Linked DNA regions of Mus musculus: region 2 is linked to region 1. Evidence: chromatin contacts called from public HiChIP or PLAC-seq data. All regions are on one chromosome and are shown on one strand. The core of a region is the stretch at or near the end of the contact, and the rest is flanking DNA. Distances in the headings are between cores, read along the strand shown. Region 1 holds the start of Acot11 (acyl-CoA thioesterase 11). Region 2 has its middle 8.8 kb from the start of Gm31125.

Region 1 (3,850 bases), core at 920-3,419:
TGTTGGACAGGATCTTGGTCACTATTCTATTGATGTGAAGAGACACTATGGCCAAAGCAACTCTTATAAAAGAAAGAATTTCACAGAGGGCTGGCTTACAGTTTCAGAAGTTTAGTTCATTATCATTGTGGTGGGGAACATGGCAGTGTCCAAACAGACATGGTGGTTCTGCATCCAGATCTGAAGGAAGCAGGAAGAGGAAGAGACACACTGGACCTGGCTTGGGCATTTGAAACCTCAAAGCTCACTCCCAGTGACACACTTCCTCCAACAAGGCCACACCTCCTAGTCCCTCTCAAATAGTGCCATTCCTTGATGTCCAAGCATTTGAATATATGAGCCTATGGGCGCCATTTTTATTCAGACTACCACTGGCAGCAAGTGCCATTGCACGCTGAACCATCTCATGCCTAGCTTGCTTTCTTTCTTTCTTTCTTTCTTTCTTTCTTTCTTCCTTCCTTCCTTTCTTTCTTTCTTATTTAGACAGGGTCTCCAGTGAACCTGGAGCTCCCCCATTCTGTTAGGCTGGTCACCAAGGGACATTGTACATCTCTGCCTCCCTAGTGCTGGGATTACAGGGACCCATCAGTGCACCCAACTTTTTTACATGGGTGCTAAGAGCCAAACTCAGGTCTTCATGATTGCGACAACAAGCATTTTACTAACTGGGCTATCTCTCCAACCTCTACCCCCATTCAGAAAATACTTACTTTTTTGTTTTTAGTTAGGTATAGGTGTGTGTGTCTGCATCTGGGTATGTATGTGCACATGAATGCAGATGTGGTAGAGCTCAGAGACATCTGATTTCCTAGAGCTTCAGTTACAGTTGGCTTTGAGCCATCTGACATGGATACTGGGACCGAATTGGGCTCTTTTGGAAGAGTAGCAAGAACATTTAACCACTGAGCCATTTCTCTGTCCCCACCCCTCTTTTTTTTTTTTTTTACAGTGTCTAACATTGTATTATAAATCAGGCTGGCCTGAAACTCAACATGTAGCCTAGGCTGGCCTTGAACTCATGGCCATCCTTCTACCTTAGGTTCCTGAGTGTTGGGAGTCGAGAGTTAGCACAATGGTGTTTATCTTGCTGTCTTTTGGGTATAACTTCAGTTTCTCATCTGCAGATACAGAAGTGCAGATCGTTGATGAGAACTCACAAGGAAAGACGTGCGAGTCCTTGATTCCTAGAGTCAAGGCTCTGAGAGAAGAGAGGACTTGCCCAGAGTCCCAGGCATGGTAGTGAACTCGGGGCCTTTGGCAGAGGACTTGTTAGTAACTGTGTAGAGAATGAAAGCAGAAGCAGGAGGCAGAGGACATGTCTGCTGATCTGTCCCCATCTGCTACATAGTGGCCATGGCGCCTTGGATACATCCCTTTCCAGCCCCAGGGATCATCCCTGCGATGTAGAAAGAGGATCAGCAGGAAGCCTGAGTCACAGCAGGGGTCTGGTGCTCCGCGACTTGTCCTCAGCCATTTGGTCACCAGTTCCCTTTGGCTTTTTTAGTCCTGACCAGAGTGTGTCTCTAGTCGTCTGCCTCGAACCTCTTGCAGAAGTGACAGAGGACAGGGAAAGTCCTGGAGAACTTTCACTCGTTGATGGCCATGGGTGCTGAGTACCACGTGGCATACTGGGTGTACTTTGGCAGGCGCCTCATTTACAAGAATTACCTGCTTATAAGGAAGTGGCTGTCAGGGCCCGGTGTATAAACCCTGTTCGGCAGTTGCTGGATGCTAACAACCTGGGCCCAGGAGCCAGTCGGGTAGCACTCCGGAAGGTAAAACTCTGGCAGGTGGGTCTGGTGTCTCTCTAGGAGGCCTTGGCAGCTCCCTGGCATCCTGCTACACTCCAGCCTGCCCTCTTGTGGACGGATGGACTCCCTGGCAAGAGAATGGGAGCTCTGGGACTTCTATTCTGTTAGGCAAGGACAGGGGTAGGGGGCTGGAGTGGGGGCTGGCATTTGCCTGAGTCTAGAGACATAGAGTCCGGTGGTGCCAGTAGGTGGGCAACAGGCCCCACGTGGTTGTGGCCCAGTTGGCAGGTGCTAGGGAGCTTTCTGTGCTGGGGTTGGAGGGGGGGCGCACAGAGGGCGGATCGAGGAGAGGCCAGGACAAGGGGCGGAGATATTAACAGCTGGCTCCGGAGGGCGGGGACCTTGGGAGGAGGAGCCAGGAGAAGCCGGCTGCTTTTGGACTTGCTGGCAGTCCCAGGGCTCAGGTGACCAGCGGCCCTTTAGGAGCCTACAGACCCCCCCACAGCCTGGCAACCCAGCAAACGGAGCAGCAATGATTCAGAATGTGGGCAACCACTTGCGAAGGGTATGGACTGTGGGTTAGGGTGGCCTGGGAGACAAATGGGTCTCCTGGTGTGGGGGCCCAGAAAGTAGATGCTTTCCTCTAAAGTCAGGATCTGCATCTTTAGTCGGGATCTGTCTGTAGTCTTCTTTAGAAGGAGATATTGCAGAACCCACGGACTTCTTAAGTTATAACTAGTACTCTCCCCAAAGAGACCCGGGGACAGTAGGCTCCCTCAGGCTGGCAGTTTGTGGTTAGGTGGAATGGAATCTTCTGTAGCAAGTTCTGGCATTCTGTTTGGTTGAGTGTGTATGTGTGTGTTTTGTGCATAATACTGCTGCTGCTGCTGTGTGTGTGTCATGTTACAATCCAGCTGCTGCTGGTGTGTGTGTGTGTGTGTCTCCCTGGGTCCTGTGCACAATCCCGCTGCCTGCCATCTGAGCTCTGGGCCTCATCACTTCTCCCGCTCAGGACTCCAAGGCTATGGCCTGACAGAATTTACGACGTGAGGGTGTGTGTACAAGGCGAGAACAGGAGAGTAAGAACACAGCCTGTGAGGGAAAGGCCATGTGGAAAATGTCCTATGCAATGACCTTCGAGAGTATTTTTTTTCCTGGAACCTCCTAACTGGGACTTTGGAGTTGAGATAGGTGCTGAGGTCCCAGAAACACCCAAGTGCATAGTGGCTCATTGGGGGGCCTTTGGCCTGGTGCCTGGAGAAGGGCTTGGGACAGGCTGTACCGCCAGTGCTGGGCAAGAGTATCTGCCAACTGAGGTCGGTACAGAAAAGGCCTTTTAAAAAGTGCCCTGGCTAAATACACATCTCACCCGTCCTTTCCCTCAAGTGGCATCCTTGCCCAGCCCGGGCTCTTTGTACTTTTAGGATCTCACCCAGCTCCTTCCATCTGCTACCCCACTAGTGGTTATCTCTGAAAAGCTAGCTGTGGTGTGTGCCCACCTGTTCAGTCTTACCTGGCAGGCTTGCCCAGCTCTCTCCACACCCCACCATCCTCCCTCTGTGTTCTCAGCAGCACTGTAGGGATTGGCTTTTTCTGTCTTAGTGTTCCACCTTGGCTCTCTCTAGCTGCCATATATTCTGTACCTTCCACCAGTGACCACCAGTGACCTTGGCCTCCCTTGCACCTCTGTCAGCCTGCCGTCTCTTTGGCGGTTTCCTTCTCAGCCCTCGGATTCAGCTGGGATGCTGCCTCCTCTGGAAAGCCTTCCTAGATTTCTCATGGCACTGTGCAGTCTTTATGAGCCCCGCTCTCACTGGGATGGAAGATTTGGCTGTGTGTCTCTCTCTTCTACCCCAGTAAACTTTACAAGCTGTGCTTGGTATACCTAGTCCTGGTCAGAGGCAAAGGGATACCTAGGGAATGAATGTGGACAGGCAGTTTCTCTGCCATGTCTAGGATGGAATCTGAGCTATTGGGCCTCTTGCTTCTGTCCCCCGAGCCCAGGGTAGAGTATGTCCACGCTCTGACTTTGCCAGGGAGCATGCTCAGAGTGTGCCCATGTTAACGTCCTCAGTTCAGTGAGGCAGGTCCACTTTATC
Region 2 (3,850 bases), core at 909-3,408, 49 kb before region 1:
GTTTCTCTGGGGTTTTGTCACATCTATTTAGAGTCTACTTAGTAAGTCCCCTCCCTTCTTATCTACCTTCCTTCTTCCTTCCATTTCACTCTGTCCCAGAGGCTGGCCTTGAACTCGTAGGCTCAGCATACTGACTAGCTGGGATTCTTAGGCTCAGGCTACCATGCATGGTGACTTAGTGTTTTCTTTTGAATTAGTTCAGTTTTGCAAAACTTTATTTAACAAGGAAACTGCATCAGGACTCGAAATGGAAAACCAGCATGACTTTCCAAAAAACAGAAGGCAGAGATAAAAATAAATGCAAGGAAGACGAACCAATTCTAGCTTAGATGTCTCTGTCTGCTAGGACTCTCTCTCTGCCACACAGGCAGATTTACCAGGTTAAGAAAGGCATTAACACCAGGTGTGGTGGCAAATGCCTGTAACCCTGGCACTCAGGAGGTTGAGTGTTCAAGGCTGGCTGCAGATATAAACAGGACTGTCTTACAATAAATATAAAGGTTTTAAGAGACATATCAACCCTCACACCAGCCTTAAACTGAGCCTTTGTTAATTGAAGACACAACCTAAAGGAACTTGAGCTGAGCCACGTGGTGGTGCACACTTTAAATTCCAGCACTCAGAAGGCAGAGGCAGGTGCATCTCCATGAATTCAAGACCAGCCTGGACTACAGCATTAGTTCCAGGATGGCCAAGGCAACCTGGAGAAACCCTATCTCTGTCTTTTTTTTTTTTTTTTAAAGATTTATTTATTTATATGTAAGTACACTGTAGCTGTCTTCAGACACTCCAGAAGAGGGCGTCAGATCTTGTTACGGATGGTTGTGAGCCACTATGTGGTTGCTGGAATTTGAACTCCGGACCTTCGGAAGAGCAGCCTGGAAGAGTAGTTGGGTGCTCTTACCCAATGAGCCATCTCACCAGCCCCCCCAACCCCCATCTCTGTCTTAAAAAACAACAACAACAACAACAACAACAACAACAAAAAACCAAAACAAAACAAGGGGGGCAGATAGCTCTTCAGGTAAAACTGTTTGCTGTCTATGCTTGACCTCCTGAGTTTGAATCCTGAATGTAGGACAGAACTAACCCTTGAAAGTTGTCCTCTGACCTCCACAAGGGTATATCTCCAAACCCCAAATAAAAATTAAAACTAAACAAAAGAGGGTTGGAGAGATGACTCAGAAGCTAAGAGTACCGGCTGCTCTTCCACAGGACCCAGGTTCGATTCTCAGAACCTGCATGGCAGCTCACAGCTGTCTGGAACTCCAGTTTCAGAGGATCTGGCGTTCTCACACAGACATACCTGCAGGCAAAACAAAAATGCACAGGAAATAAAAATAAATCTAAAGCAGAGGAGGGTGTGCTGGAGAGATGATGGCTCAGTGGTTAAGAGCACCAACTGCTCTTCCAGAGGTCCTGAGTTCAATTCCCAAAAACCACATGGTGGCTTTTTTTTTTTTTTTTTTTTTTTTTCCAAGACAGGGTTTCTCTGTATAGCCCTGGCTGTCCTGGAACTCACTTTGCAGACCAGGCTGGCCTCGAACTCAGAAATCTGCCTGCCTCTGCCTCCTGAGATTAAAGGTATGCACCACAACGCCCGGCTTTTTTTTTTTTTTTTTTTTTTTCAGTCTTGAATTCACAGAGGTCACCAGCCTCTGCCTCCTGGATGCTGGGATTAAAGATGTTTGCCACCATGACAACAGGGCAGAGGCTCCGTTTTTCTATGGCTTGGTCTGTGAACTTTGGAACCTCACTGCCCCATCCCACTCATAGCCTGTGCCACACCTGGGAAGATCTGTTGGTCTGCCTTCTGGTCTAGGGCATGTAACCCAGAGTCACTCAGCACTGAAGTGACAGACCCCAAGCAGCCAAGATTTCTGACAGTGGCAGGGACTGGCAGAAAAGAAGCGACATTGAGTGGACAGCTGGGGACCTGGCAGCCAAGAGTGAGCTCTGTCATGAAGCCAGCTCTGCTTCCCTAATACTGCTGCGAACTATAGGTCTTTGCTTGAATGGTCCCCTGGTTTTCTCTTAGGAGATCCCTATGGCTTGCAGGGTAATGTCCCAACTTCTGTCAGCACACTGTGAGGTGCCCGCTGTGCTACGGGCTGATCCTTACCTGTTTCTCACTTAGATACAACCCTTTTCTAAGAAACTTCCTTTGAAATTTCCCAACAGAGCTCATCGCCATCAATGTGGCAAGACTCTACCCAGCGCTTGCTGGGTGCCAAGTAGCAGAGGCAGTGTGCCAAGGTGGGCAGGGTGAACAGGACAGGGGCATCCGTTCTCCTCTTGGCTTCTCAACTCCCTGCTCCTGGGTGCTCCATCTGTCTCCAGGGGACTATCCTGCATAGCTGTTGTTGTGTTTGCACCTGGGGCTCCTGGGCTGGCTCGACTCCTGGCTAAGGCCATCTCGGTATGTGGCTGACTGCGTTGTCATCAGGCGCCCTCCCCACCCCAAGCTGGAATTTCCAGAACAATGTTAGCAAGAACAGGAGCGAGGCAATGCTGGCCCCTGTTCCCTGAGTCTTGAGAATCTATAGGATAACAGGCACCTGGCCCACTTCTTAGCCACTCTGAAGGTACACACCGACCTGGGACAGGAGCCTGGCCCTACAGGTCACACAGCTCCCCAACTGGCCCTGAGCTCAGCCCTCTGGGAGCCTCTTCCGGAGGCTGGATTCCAGGAGCCTCCTCTTTCTAAACCCTGCTCTGCACACCCCCTCCCCCCAGCACTGGCCTGGCTTCCTGGAATTTCTCCTCCTAATTGAAACCAAACACCGGGGCTCCTCAAGGGCTGTGCCCTGGAGGCCCCGTGGGTTTCTCTTTTCCTCCCTCCTCCCTTTCCCCAAATGGGGCCTCTGGGGGTACTGGGGGTGGGGTGCTCAGCCCAAGGCAGCACCGGGAGGGGATAAGGGGTAAGGGGCTCACAGCTGCTGGGCTGTGAACAAGCTGGACTTGGCTGTCTCACAACTGAAGAGGCATTGAAGGGCAGGCTGGCGATCCAGGCAAAGGGAACTGGGAGGATTTCTTCCACTGGGACTGTCCCAAGAAAACCCTGGACCAACCCTGTCTCAGGCAGTAGGTCTGGGAACTGGAGAATGGGTTGGTGAAGGTCAGCCTCAACTAGACCGTCCGTGTGACCTTAGGCAAATTATTTCCTCCTCTCTCTGAATCTTGAGTTCCTCAAGGTACAAGCGTGAGGCTATGTGGGGACCTGTCTCAGATAATGTTCATAATTACCACCTGGTCTTAGTGATGAAGCTAGGCATACTAACCCTTTCCAGTACATCTACAGGGATGGAGAGAGGCAGCCTAAGAACATGTGGGGCTGTTGAGGGCTGCAGTTGAAAAGGTCAATAAATGTTTGTTGAATGAAGGAATTCTCTCCCCTTTTTACAAACATTTACCGAATGTCTTCCTTGTTTCAAACACTGGGGCAAAACCCTAAGGCAGCAAGGCTGATTCCCCTGAAGGTGGAGTCTGGGAAGGAAGCCCATTGTCCTGCCTGTCAAAGGCACCACTAGGAACCTGCAGGCTGATGCTGTGACCAGAAAGCAGAGAGGGCAGGGACCCTGGGGAGGGTCAGACCAAGACTGGGCAGCGGTTAGAATAGTCGGGACAGCTTTCCAGAGAAAAGTGACCAAGTGACCTTCTTGATACTTCTTAATTCAGCCATCACTAGTCATTGCGAGCCACTGGAACCCAGGTGCTGCTGAAGGTATGCAGCTATCCTGGGAACCTGGTGTGGACTGGTGTTGGCCAGCCTACAGGAGAAGGCCTCCCCTAGTGATAACCTGATTCCAGCTAGCCACAGACACATCCTTTCTCTTGCCTAGTACCATTT

Evidence for each region. HiChIP or PLAC-seq counts read pairs in DNA pulled down with a chosen protein or histone mark.
Region 2: a contact with region 1 is called in an H3K27ac HiChIP or PLAC-seq map of embryonic stem cells, with 6 read pairs. The contact joins the enhancer-like site here to the promoter of Acot11 in region 1. A contact is called at or near these places in 6 of 39 promoter capture datasets (the 3T3-L1 cell line, the C10 cell line, the HPC-7 cell line and 3 more), 3 of 15 datasets of contacts at CTCF or cohesin (CD8 T cells, the G1E-ER4 cell line and the NIH/3T3 cell line), 32 of 484 Hi-C or Micro-C datasets (the Ba/F3 cell line, CD4 T cells, CD8 T cells and 20 more), 8 of 115 datasets of contacts at active chromatin or transcription factors (the HPC-7 cell line, effector CD8 T cells, embryonic stem cells and 2 more) and 3 of 9 other capture datasets (adipose tissue, liver and pancreatic islet).

The regions. Positions count from the first base shown.
Region 1 is chr4:106,798,150-106,801,999 of GRCm38.p6, reverse strand. It overlaps Acot11 (acyl-CoA thioesterase 11), which reads left to right and starts at 2,169. Exons shown (of 16, transcript NM_025590.4): 1 at 2,169-2,316. The coding sequence starts at 2,284.
Region 2 is chr4:106,846,994-106,850,843 of GRCm38.p6, reverse strand. No RefSeq gene overlaps it. Among named protein-coding and RNA genes, the nearest start is that of Gm31125, 8.8 kb to the right of the region's middle. Within about 2 kb of position 2,158, at least 225 of the 459 cell types and tissues checked have an H3K27ac peak or open chromatin away from gene starts, as enhancers often do. A contact at or near this core is called in the Ba/F3 cell line, the G1E-ER4 cell line, the HL-1 cell line and 15 more, where this site is marked.